Regions from separate parts of the Mus musculus genome. Here region 2 is linked to region 1. A link is a contact called in public HiChIP or PLAC-seq data. All regions are on one chromosome and are shown on one strand. The core of a region is the stretch at or near the end of the contact, and the rest is flanking DNA. Distances in the headings are between cores, read along the strand shown. Region 1 holds the start of Hoxb7 (homeobox B7). Region 2 overlaps Skap1 (src family associated phosphoprotein 1).

Evidence for each region. HiChIP or PLAC-seq counts read pairs in DNA pulled down with a chosen protein or histone mark.
Region 2: a contact with region 1 is called in an H3K4me3 HiChIP or PLAC-seq map of stem cell-derived neural progenitor cells, with 42 read pairs. The contact joins the enhancer-like site here to the promoter of Hoxb7 in region 1. A contact is called at or near these places in 21 of 39 promoter capture datasets (3T3-L1-derived adipocytes, the C10 cell line, the HPC-7 cell line and 13 more), 6 of 484 Hi-C or Micro-C datasets (the AML12 cell line, embryonic fibroblasts, embryonic stem cells and 3 more), 13 of 115 datasets of contacts at active chromatin or transcription factors (craniofacial prominence, embryonic basal ganglia, embryonic forebrain and 7 more) and 5 of 9 other capture datasets (adipose tissue, embryonic trunk, liver and 2 more).

What each region holds. Positions count from the first base shown.
Region 1 is chr11:96,284,410-96,288,745 of GRCm38.p6, reverse strand. Hoxb7 (homeobox B7) reads right to left here and starts at 2,100. Exons shown (of 2, transcript NM_010460.2): 1 at 1,619-2,100. The coding sequence starts at 2,018. Hoxb8 (homeobox B8) reads right to left here. Exons shown (of 2, transcript NM_010461.2): 2 at 3,421-4,336. The coding sequence ends at 4,276.
Region 2 is chr11:96,710,927-96,715,262 of GRCm38.p6, reverse strand. Skap1 (src family associated phosphoprotein 1) reads right to left here. Exons shown (of 12, transcript NM_001177899.1): 9 at 2,061-2,246. Among named protein-coding and RNA genes, the nearest start is that of Snx11, 64 kb to the left of the region's middle. Within about 2 kb of position 1,817, at least 21 of the 459 cell types and tissues checked have an H3K27ac peak or open chromatin away from gene starts, as enhancers often do. A contact at or near this core is called in embryonic stem cells and stem cell-derived neural progenitor cells, where this site is marked.

The DNA.
Region 1 (4,336 bases), core at 851-3,350:
TGTCCCTAGAGTGGGGCTCCAGGCCTAGTCTGAGAAGAACAGAAATAAAAGGAGCCATAGGCCCAGTCCCCACCCAAACTTGTTGTGGAATGGGGAAGAGACAAGGACATTATTTCCTTGGACCTTGGCATTAGTAGACTGACAGAACTTGGCTCTGATGATTCCTTCCCAGTAAGTATCAAGCAAGGTCTGACTACTGCCTGCCTTCCTGCACATGAAACCTACTTGTCTGAAGCAATATTTGGGCCTCCAGGACTGCAAGGAAGAAAAGAATGACCAGAGTCTACGAGAGAGAGCAAGGTGAAGATTCCTATGGTGGGGCAAAAGGGTATCTGAGAACTCCCAGCATAGGCTCAGAACCCCAAGGAGACTGGGGAGATGCTGGTATCCGCCCTCTTGGGAAGGAGACAGGAGAGGGGAGAGAGGCTAAGGACCTTAATTTCAAGTCAGCTATAAGCCAAGCTGAAATATTTACGAGGTGGGGGGGGGGAGGGACTTTGATAAACCAACTGGAAGGTCAGTTCAATTACAGGGTAGGTAACAGGAACCGTGAAGAACAATAGTCAAGAAATGGTTTCCTCGTGGCCCCCAAGCCCATGAGTATAGGAGTCTCTGGCCCGGTTGGGTCTTCTGAGCCTTGGAGTTGGCTCCCAAGCCCACCTGCCTCGGGGAAATGTAAAAGGTGTGCGAGGAAGCTGTGAAGGAGACCTGAGGGAAGAAAACCTATGGTTCTTAAAGCATCGTGCACTCCCTAAATCTTGATTTGGTTCTGAAGAGTCCTAGCCCTCCCCAAGAGGAGAGTCATCTTTCTGGAGTGATACCACCAAACTTGGCTGTTCCTCAGGGGCCCACAGAGCCCTTGGAAAGACACCTGGAAAAAAAAAATAACAAACAACCTATGCTCTCCTGGGGAGCTGACGGGCCTTCTAAGTCCATCAGGAGGTGGGGGTCAGTAGACTCATCGCTCTGGGTCTCAGACTAACTCCTTCACCACTCTTTGACTCTGTGTCCCTGTCTGGGTCCTCATCTCTTCTGTTTCCTCTCCCCCATCCCACCAGGCCTCTAGAGCCCACCTCTAATTGTCCTGATGGGAATAATGGGGGAGCGGGGTTGGCTAGAAAGGAAGGGGGAGGGGAGAATCGCTTAGCGCCATGGCCCCCTCCTCCATATCTTGCCCAAGCTAGGGCTGGGGGGACACACCCAGAACTGAGCTCTCAGGCAGGGAAGGGGGGAGAGAGAAGAGAAAGACCCTAATGGCTATTCTCTGCAAACCCCAGCCTTTCTAGGCAAGACAAACGGCCTCGTCTCCAGCCCGTGCCGGCGCTGCTGATAAATATTTAAAGCTAAAAGGCCGGGAGGAAGGGTTGGGGGCGGGCTGGGGGCTTTGAGCTCTGTGGCGTCGGCAAAAAGAGATCCGCTAGGGCCTGAGAGCACTGAGCAAAACTGGGAGTGGGGGTGGCGCGCGTGGTCCCAGCCCAGACTTAAACGGCGTGGCAATGGCCGATCTGCAGCCGGGAATAACCTGGACACAGAGAAGGGTGCCCTGGCCGGAAGGGAGCCCTTCTGGGGACCGTGGCCCGGACACTGCGGCTCGGGACCGCTCAGAGCGCGGCTTTACCTGAGCTTCGCATCCAGGGGTAGATCCGGAAGTTACTCTCGGCCGCCAAGTCCGAGTCCCTCTGCTCCTTGGCGCCAGCCGCCTTGGCGGGGTCGCCCGGACACACCCCGGAGAGGTTCTGCTCAAAGGGCGCGCAGTGCATGTTGAAGGAACTCGGTTCGAGCCCGTAGCCGGCCGCATAGACGCCAGCCGCGCTCTGGCCCGCCATGGCCCCCCCGCCGGAGTACAGACCCTGCACCGAGGCGGAGAAAGGAGCGCCCGGACCTGCTCCATAGCCCGGGCGCTGGGGGTTGGAAGCAAAGGCGCAAGAAGTTTGTTCGGGGAAGGCTCCTGGAGCGAAAACCGAACTTGCGGCTGGATATTTAGAAAATAAAGCATTCGCATAATACAATGAACTCATAATTTGGCCGGATGATTTGTAGTCGGGGACGTTTTAGTGTCGGTTTTACGAGATTCCTTGATATATTACAGAATTAGAGTCCAGATTTACACCAAAAGGACCCCCTTTTTCCTCTTCTGACCACGTGACCCCGGCCCACGTGATATCCCCTCGGCCAATGGTATGACGGCCTCCCGGAGGCTCCCAGTAATGTGGAAAAAATTGTGTGGCGTTGGATTTATAAAATATGATCAATAATGAATGGGAAGGCCGAGCTCTGCGGATTGGGGCTGGGGGCTTAAGGGCCGCTGTCGACCCCCGCGGGCTGGAGGCAGCTTGCAGGCGAGATTTGGGGAAGAAGGAATTGAGTGGAAGAGAAAATAAATAACCTCTGAGGGAACCGTGTTGTCATCCCCCACCCATTTCCCCCAGCCGGTTACAGAGCGAGAGAGACGCAGGGATTGAATGTTCGCAACTTGGTGGGTGGGTGCTGGCCGAATATTTATTAATTTGGGTTAATTCATCCGAGCTGCTGCTCTTCTCCCAAGAGGAGGCGAGCCTGGCCTCCCGGTTGTCTTAGTGCCCCAGTTGTAGTAACTAGATGTGACCAAGGCGTCCCTAAGGCAGAGATCCAACCCAATAAGGCGTTGGACGCTGAGATTTCTGATGACAATAAAAAGATATACAAAATTTAAAAAGAATGGAATGGGGGCTGGGAGAAAAAGGAAGGGAGGAAGGAGGCTTGGGTCCGGCTCGCTGCTTTCCCGGTTCCGGAAGGCGGATGCCTCACTCACTGGAGCGTGGCTGCCAGGAAGGCAGAAGCAACGAAGGAAGGAAGGCTGCGGCAAGCCGAGGCCTAGAAACTGGGAGAAAGTGACGACGTCCCAGAGAGGGGAGGTAGGGAGGAACCGCTTCCCTCTGCTCCTGTTTCCCCAACCTGAGTCCAAGGAAAAAATGGAAATAGAAACTCAGAAGTCTTGCGCTGCATCTTTCTCACCCCCCCGTACCCCCCCCCCCAAACACACACACACACACACACACACACACACACACACACACACACACACGGAAACAAAGAGAAAAGCGGCGGGGGACACTAGCCACCAGCCTGGGTAGATCTCTTCCCAAGAGCGGCCTGGGCGCTGGAGTCTCCCTGGTCCTTCAGCCTCAGAATGCAAGGGGAGGGGGTTTCTCTTGGCTCCCCTCCCTCGATCCTCTCTCCTCCAATCACGTTCAGCCGCCTCCCTCACCCCCTGCGCCCCTGGGCCCAGGGACTCGCACCACCTGCTTCCAGCCCCCGCCCCCGCCCCCTCCTCTCAGCGACCTAGCCTAGGCCAGCCCAGGAGCCTGCTGACCAGCTCCCCCCCACCCCCAGCCCTGCAAGGCGCCTAGGAGCGAATGAGGAGCGGCGGCCCGGGCCAGTCTCGGGTTCTCGCTTGTAAACTTTATTGTAACTCTTCCGCCCTTTTCAGGCGCAGACAACAGAACAAAGTATAGAGGAACAACAAAATATATAATTAGCCCTCCCTCCCCCCCATAAAGCAATTCACAGATACAGGATACATTCTCTTCACAGTAAACCTAAGAACACTTTTAACAATGCTCACAGCGCGCATGCTAACTAAAGTAATCTCTTTTGAGAAACACTTAAGACAAAATTGTCAAACCAAAGGGGGTGGGGGTGGGGGGACAGGAGGAAAAGAGAGAAGCAAGAGAGAAAGCCAGCTAGGGAGGGCAGCGGGGAGAGGGGGTTGCGAGGAAAGATGGGGACGCGGTGAGAGAAAGAGAGCGAGAGAAAGAGAGAAAGTGAGCGGGAGACAGAAAGAATTACGGCGTGAATAGGCAGTTTCATGTTGTTGGGAAAACTTAGCAGAAATCGGTACCTCGGTCATTACAAAGAAGCACGTTCAAAGGAAACAGACCATTGCACAAGGAGGCTTTTTTACATGGGGCGGGGGCGAGGGGGTTCTGCCAGGCCGCAGTCGATCACCCTCGCAGGACGAGGGAGTCCTTGCTTAAAATCCTTTTCTTTTTTTCCCCCCGGACCCCCAAGAGAAGGGAAGGAGATCCACGGTAGCTCACACACAGAAGCTATTACGAGATACTACCACTAGCGGGGACTGGCGCGGCGGGGGACGCTGCTGTGGGAGGCCCAGCTCCTGGCTCCGCTCGCGGGGCCGGAGCTCTCGGAGGCGGGGGGCGGGCGGCGGCGGCGTGGTCGCGGGGGGGACCGGCGGACGTGCGGGCTAGTCCGGGCCCGAGCAGTCCCAGCTGGAGCCTACTTCTTGTCACCCTTCTGCGCATCGCCCTGCTCGGCGGTCTCTGGTGCCCGCTCCAGC
Region 2 (4,336 bases), core at 568-3,067, 430 kb before region 1:
ACACTGTAGCTGTCTTCAGACACTCCAGAAGAGGGCACCAGATCTCGTTACGGATGGTTGTGAGCCACCATGTGGTTGCTGGGATTTGAACTCCGGACCTTCGGAAGAACAGTCGGGTGCTCTTACCCACTGAGCCATCTCACCAGCCCCCGGCTCCACTCTTGTATATAAGCAGTGGGAGGTTTGGAGGCATTTTAGGGACCTCAGCTTGTTTGTCAGCAGTGTTTAGGAGGCAGGATGAACTTGGTCACTCAGAAGCTGGTGGTACAGTCCTTCCTTCTGACCCAGAGTAAGGAATCCCATCCTGTTTCCTGCGGTCTCTCTCCTTCACTCCCCCCCCCCCCCCCAGCATCAGTTTCATCCTCCCTGGCTTCTTTGGGCATCACATAGCTTTTCTCTGCAGCCCAGAAGGCAGAGTGGCTTGGAGATCGTTGGAACCTCAGGTGAAGCCTCATCCGGCTCTTTCCCCGAACCTGGGCTGGCGTGAGCTCTCTAGGAAGATCCTGGCCAAGCTGGGGAGAGCATCTCCTTTTAGGGAGTGTGGTGAATTAGATCGCTTTCTGCACCCTGCTGTTGCAATGGCACAGGCTGTGGAGGAAGATTCTCGGAGGAGCTCTGTTTTAATGTAGCAATTTGATTCAATTTTCCACTCTATAAAATTACCCATCACCGCTCGTTGCTTCCTAACAGACACCTTCACTCTTAATTTAACAATCCTATCGAATTCTGCCAGGGAAATTGGAAAAATTTATCACCTGTGAAATTTTATTTTCCTTTGGTTGTATCTGTTTTTGTAAAACTTCATTAACGACGATGACTTGCTGAGGAAATTATCATTTTTTTTTTAACTTCAGACACAAGAAATGGCTCGACCTCAACCAAGATATCATTTGCATAATAAAACACAACAACAACAACAACAACAACAACCACCACCACCGCCGCCGCCGCCAGGGGAAGTGGAGTCTGGCAGAGGCTGGAGGACTGAGGAGGATTGAACACTTCTTGGTGGGGCTTTGAGGACACACAGACTTGCAACTTGACTCAGAGAGCAATGACGTCGCTTGTCTCTCAGGCAAGAGACAAATAGGGAATACCTACTTAAGAAGGCTGGGTCCTCCTCTTAGGAAGCCTTGAGATGCAATTATTTACTGATAATGCTTTTAGCAAGGGGCCCTGTCTTCTGGGGCCTAAGTGTTGGGTTCACCTTAGTTTCCAGGTTCATCTGGGATGCAGGCTTAAATTGCTATAAATTTTGGCTTAATTTGAATTTCTTAGCAGAGTACTAAACTCCTGGCAAATTTCCACAGGAGCGCTTCCTGAATGGACTTGAAGATTCAGCTTTCCCATTGTCTAAATACCTCACAATTAAAAGGCTCAGGCTCCGGCTTTCCAGTCTGACCCCCACTGTGTTCTGTACTGTTCACCAGCTGCTGGATTCCCACCAGAAGTGGCTCTGCGGGAACAGTGATGACTGTGCGTTTTCTGAGATGCTAGTGAGCCTGCCTTGTGAAGGGGAGGGCTCCAGAGTCAACCGGCCCCAGCACGGGGAGAGGCGAGGCAGGGTAGGCTTACTCTGAGGAGATGAGATTTGACTCTGGGCGATGATGAGGTGTGTTCTATCAGAGTTTTACTGTATCAAGACCATTGTTGGCATCTGCACAATCCAGACTTTGGAAATCCTCCGTACCTTTGAGACAATGCTTTATCCTTCTCCAGATTCTACAGAAAGTAAGCCAGGGCTAGAGAGTTATGAGAACGCACCCCCAAACTCACAGCTAGCCAATGAGAAACAGAGGGAGTGGTCTCTAGCCTTTAACCTTCATGGCTCAAGAACAAGTGACGTCACGTCACGTGGTACCGCTGAAAGAGGATTTCATCTTGTTCCCAGAACAAGGCAGAGTCACCGGGCTTTTTACACCATCTCCTTCAGACAGTGAACCTTGAATAGGGATAACTTTGGGGGCTGTTTCGTTCTTTCGCATGTCAAGAGTTTTTTGTTTTTGTTGTTGTTTTTCTGAGCAGCAGGAGGTGGGTAGTTAGCCGGTGATGTATCTTACCTGGTAGGACTTCATAAATGTCCTCCTCTTTCTCAGTAGGCTCAGGCAAGGCCATGGCTCTGCACTGGGAGCCAGACCTTGGGGAGTCAAAGCCATCGACGTCATTGTACATTTCTTCCTCTTCTTTCTCTTCTTCCTCCTCTTCCTCCTCCTCCTCTTCGAAGGGAATGGTTAAGGAGCTAAGATCTGCAGCGGGAGCAAAGATAAGAATGAATAAAGATAGAAAAAAAAAGAAGTATAGGAAAGGAGGAGGTGAGAGAGGAGGAGGGATGAGAATAAAACATGTCAGGAGAAAATGAAACACTAGGTTAAGGGCTGTTATTTCTAATGCGGGCCTCAGTGGCAGGAAATCTACAGAAAAGGCCAGCCCGTCACTGCATCAGGTTTAACCCACCAACATAAATCCTCCCTGGCAATAAAACGTGGTCAGGATGAAGCAGCCCAGAAAAGTATGGGTATGGGAACGGAAACGCAAGGTGAAAGGAAGAAAATAGGCCAGGCGAGGCATTGCCTGTGTCCTATGCTCTGCTCGCCAAGCAGAAAACCGGATCGGTGAGCGATGGCTCCAAGTTGGCCAGGGTGACAGAGCCCAGGCAATATGGCGGAGTCTGAGCTCTCAGACGTTCATTTCCCGGTGGTCTCACTGTGGAATTCAGACAAATTTGTTCGTGGAGAGGGAAGAAAAACAAATGAGGAAAAGCAGCAGAAGAAAAGAAATGGGGGCACGGGAAAACACAACCGTGGTGTGACCAGACGGAATGGCCAAACAGCACAGTTACCATGTCCTTTTGCGGCCTGGATGACCTCAAAGTGGGTCACTGAGGAGGGGGTGTTCAGCCATTACCGCACTGGTGAGCACCAGGGCGGGGAGAAAGATTGGTTTCAATTCTGATAGGGGGATGGGAAGCTTGTTCTCTGCCTTCAGTGTGCTCCCGGAACCCCCACCCCCACCCCCACCCCACCACCGAGGGGCCGCTGCAGGACCCAGCGAGCACACTGAGCATACTCTGGGGACAGGAAGGATGGAGAGACAGGAACGGTTCATTTCGAAGCACAATAAAACTGCTTGGCTTGATTAGGCTTTTAATAAAGATTTCCCAACAAATTTCATCTGAATTCCGGCGACTTCATAGGAGGAAAGGATCAAAGGCACATTTGCGGCTGAAACCATATGTTATTATTTTGTTTGTTTTAAAATAAAATGGAATGAATAATTTCTTCAATGTGAGATTCTGAAAGTACCACAGGGTACAGCTCAATAAAGCTGCTTTGAGTTTTATTGAGGTTTATACACTTAGGGGTATATTACACGCATAAATCCTAGGCACCTAGATGAGAGTGTACCCTGTAGCCTCACCATCAACGCCCGTGTCTGCCTAGCTCCAGCCTATTATATGGGATGCTGCTGGTGCACGCAGTAGTTTGTTTTTGTGATAGCAGAGGTATAACTGAGGAAAAGAGGCAATTCTTGTAATTAAGGCTGGGGCGCTTTCTTCTTTTTTATCCACCATAAAATCTTACGGCAGAATAATAAACCGTGATGAGAAAGCTTGGTGTTTTTAGGTGGATTGTGTTTCTCCTTGAGACATGGGCCACGTACGGAGTTGGTGTTCTTGCATCTTACTGAGGCTCGTATGATGGTGTATGAAGGTCCTCTTAGGCCAAATCTACCTGTTTGGTCACTCTCAGGGGAAGGCTTCCTGGGCCATTGTGGCTGCTGCACCAGGCCTTCTGGCTGGCCAGCAGAGGGTACTCTAAGAACAGCCTTTAACCTCTTCAGGCAGGGCTCTTGCCATTCCCAAGGCAAGGTACATTTTATTGTGGCTTGGGAAACGACCATTTATTTTTAATGTCCAGTGTCCCTGACAGCCACCTAGATGAGTTTAAAACTCAACTTTTTAACAGAAAGGGAAAACAGGAGAGGAAGGACTTGGATCTCAATGACATGACGATTACTATGCAGGATTACCTTTGCAGATAAAAGGGGTGAAGTGGGGAGAGGACACTTAGCTAAGCAGCTTTCTGAATCTTTCCCAAATGACGATTAGTGGCTTGTCTACATGGTGTCAGTGGGTGAGCTATGACATCAGAGGTGACCTGACGCCTTTTCTTCCCATTCTTACAGGATACTATTTGTTGTTATATTTAAAGGCCACGTAGGGTAGGTAAGAGAGCCAGGAAAAAAACACTTAGAGAAACTTTTAGCTTAAACTCTCAAAATACAACTTCACCTGCCAGCCCACTCCCATAGCATGTAGTTTTGAAGTGGTGCCTCT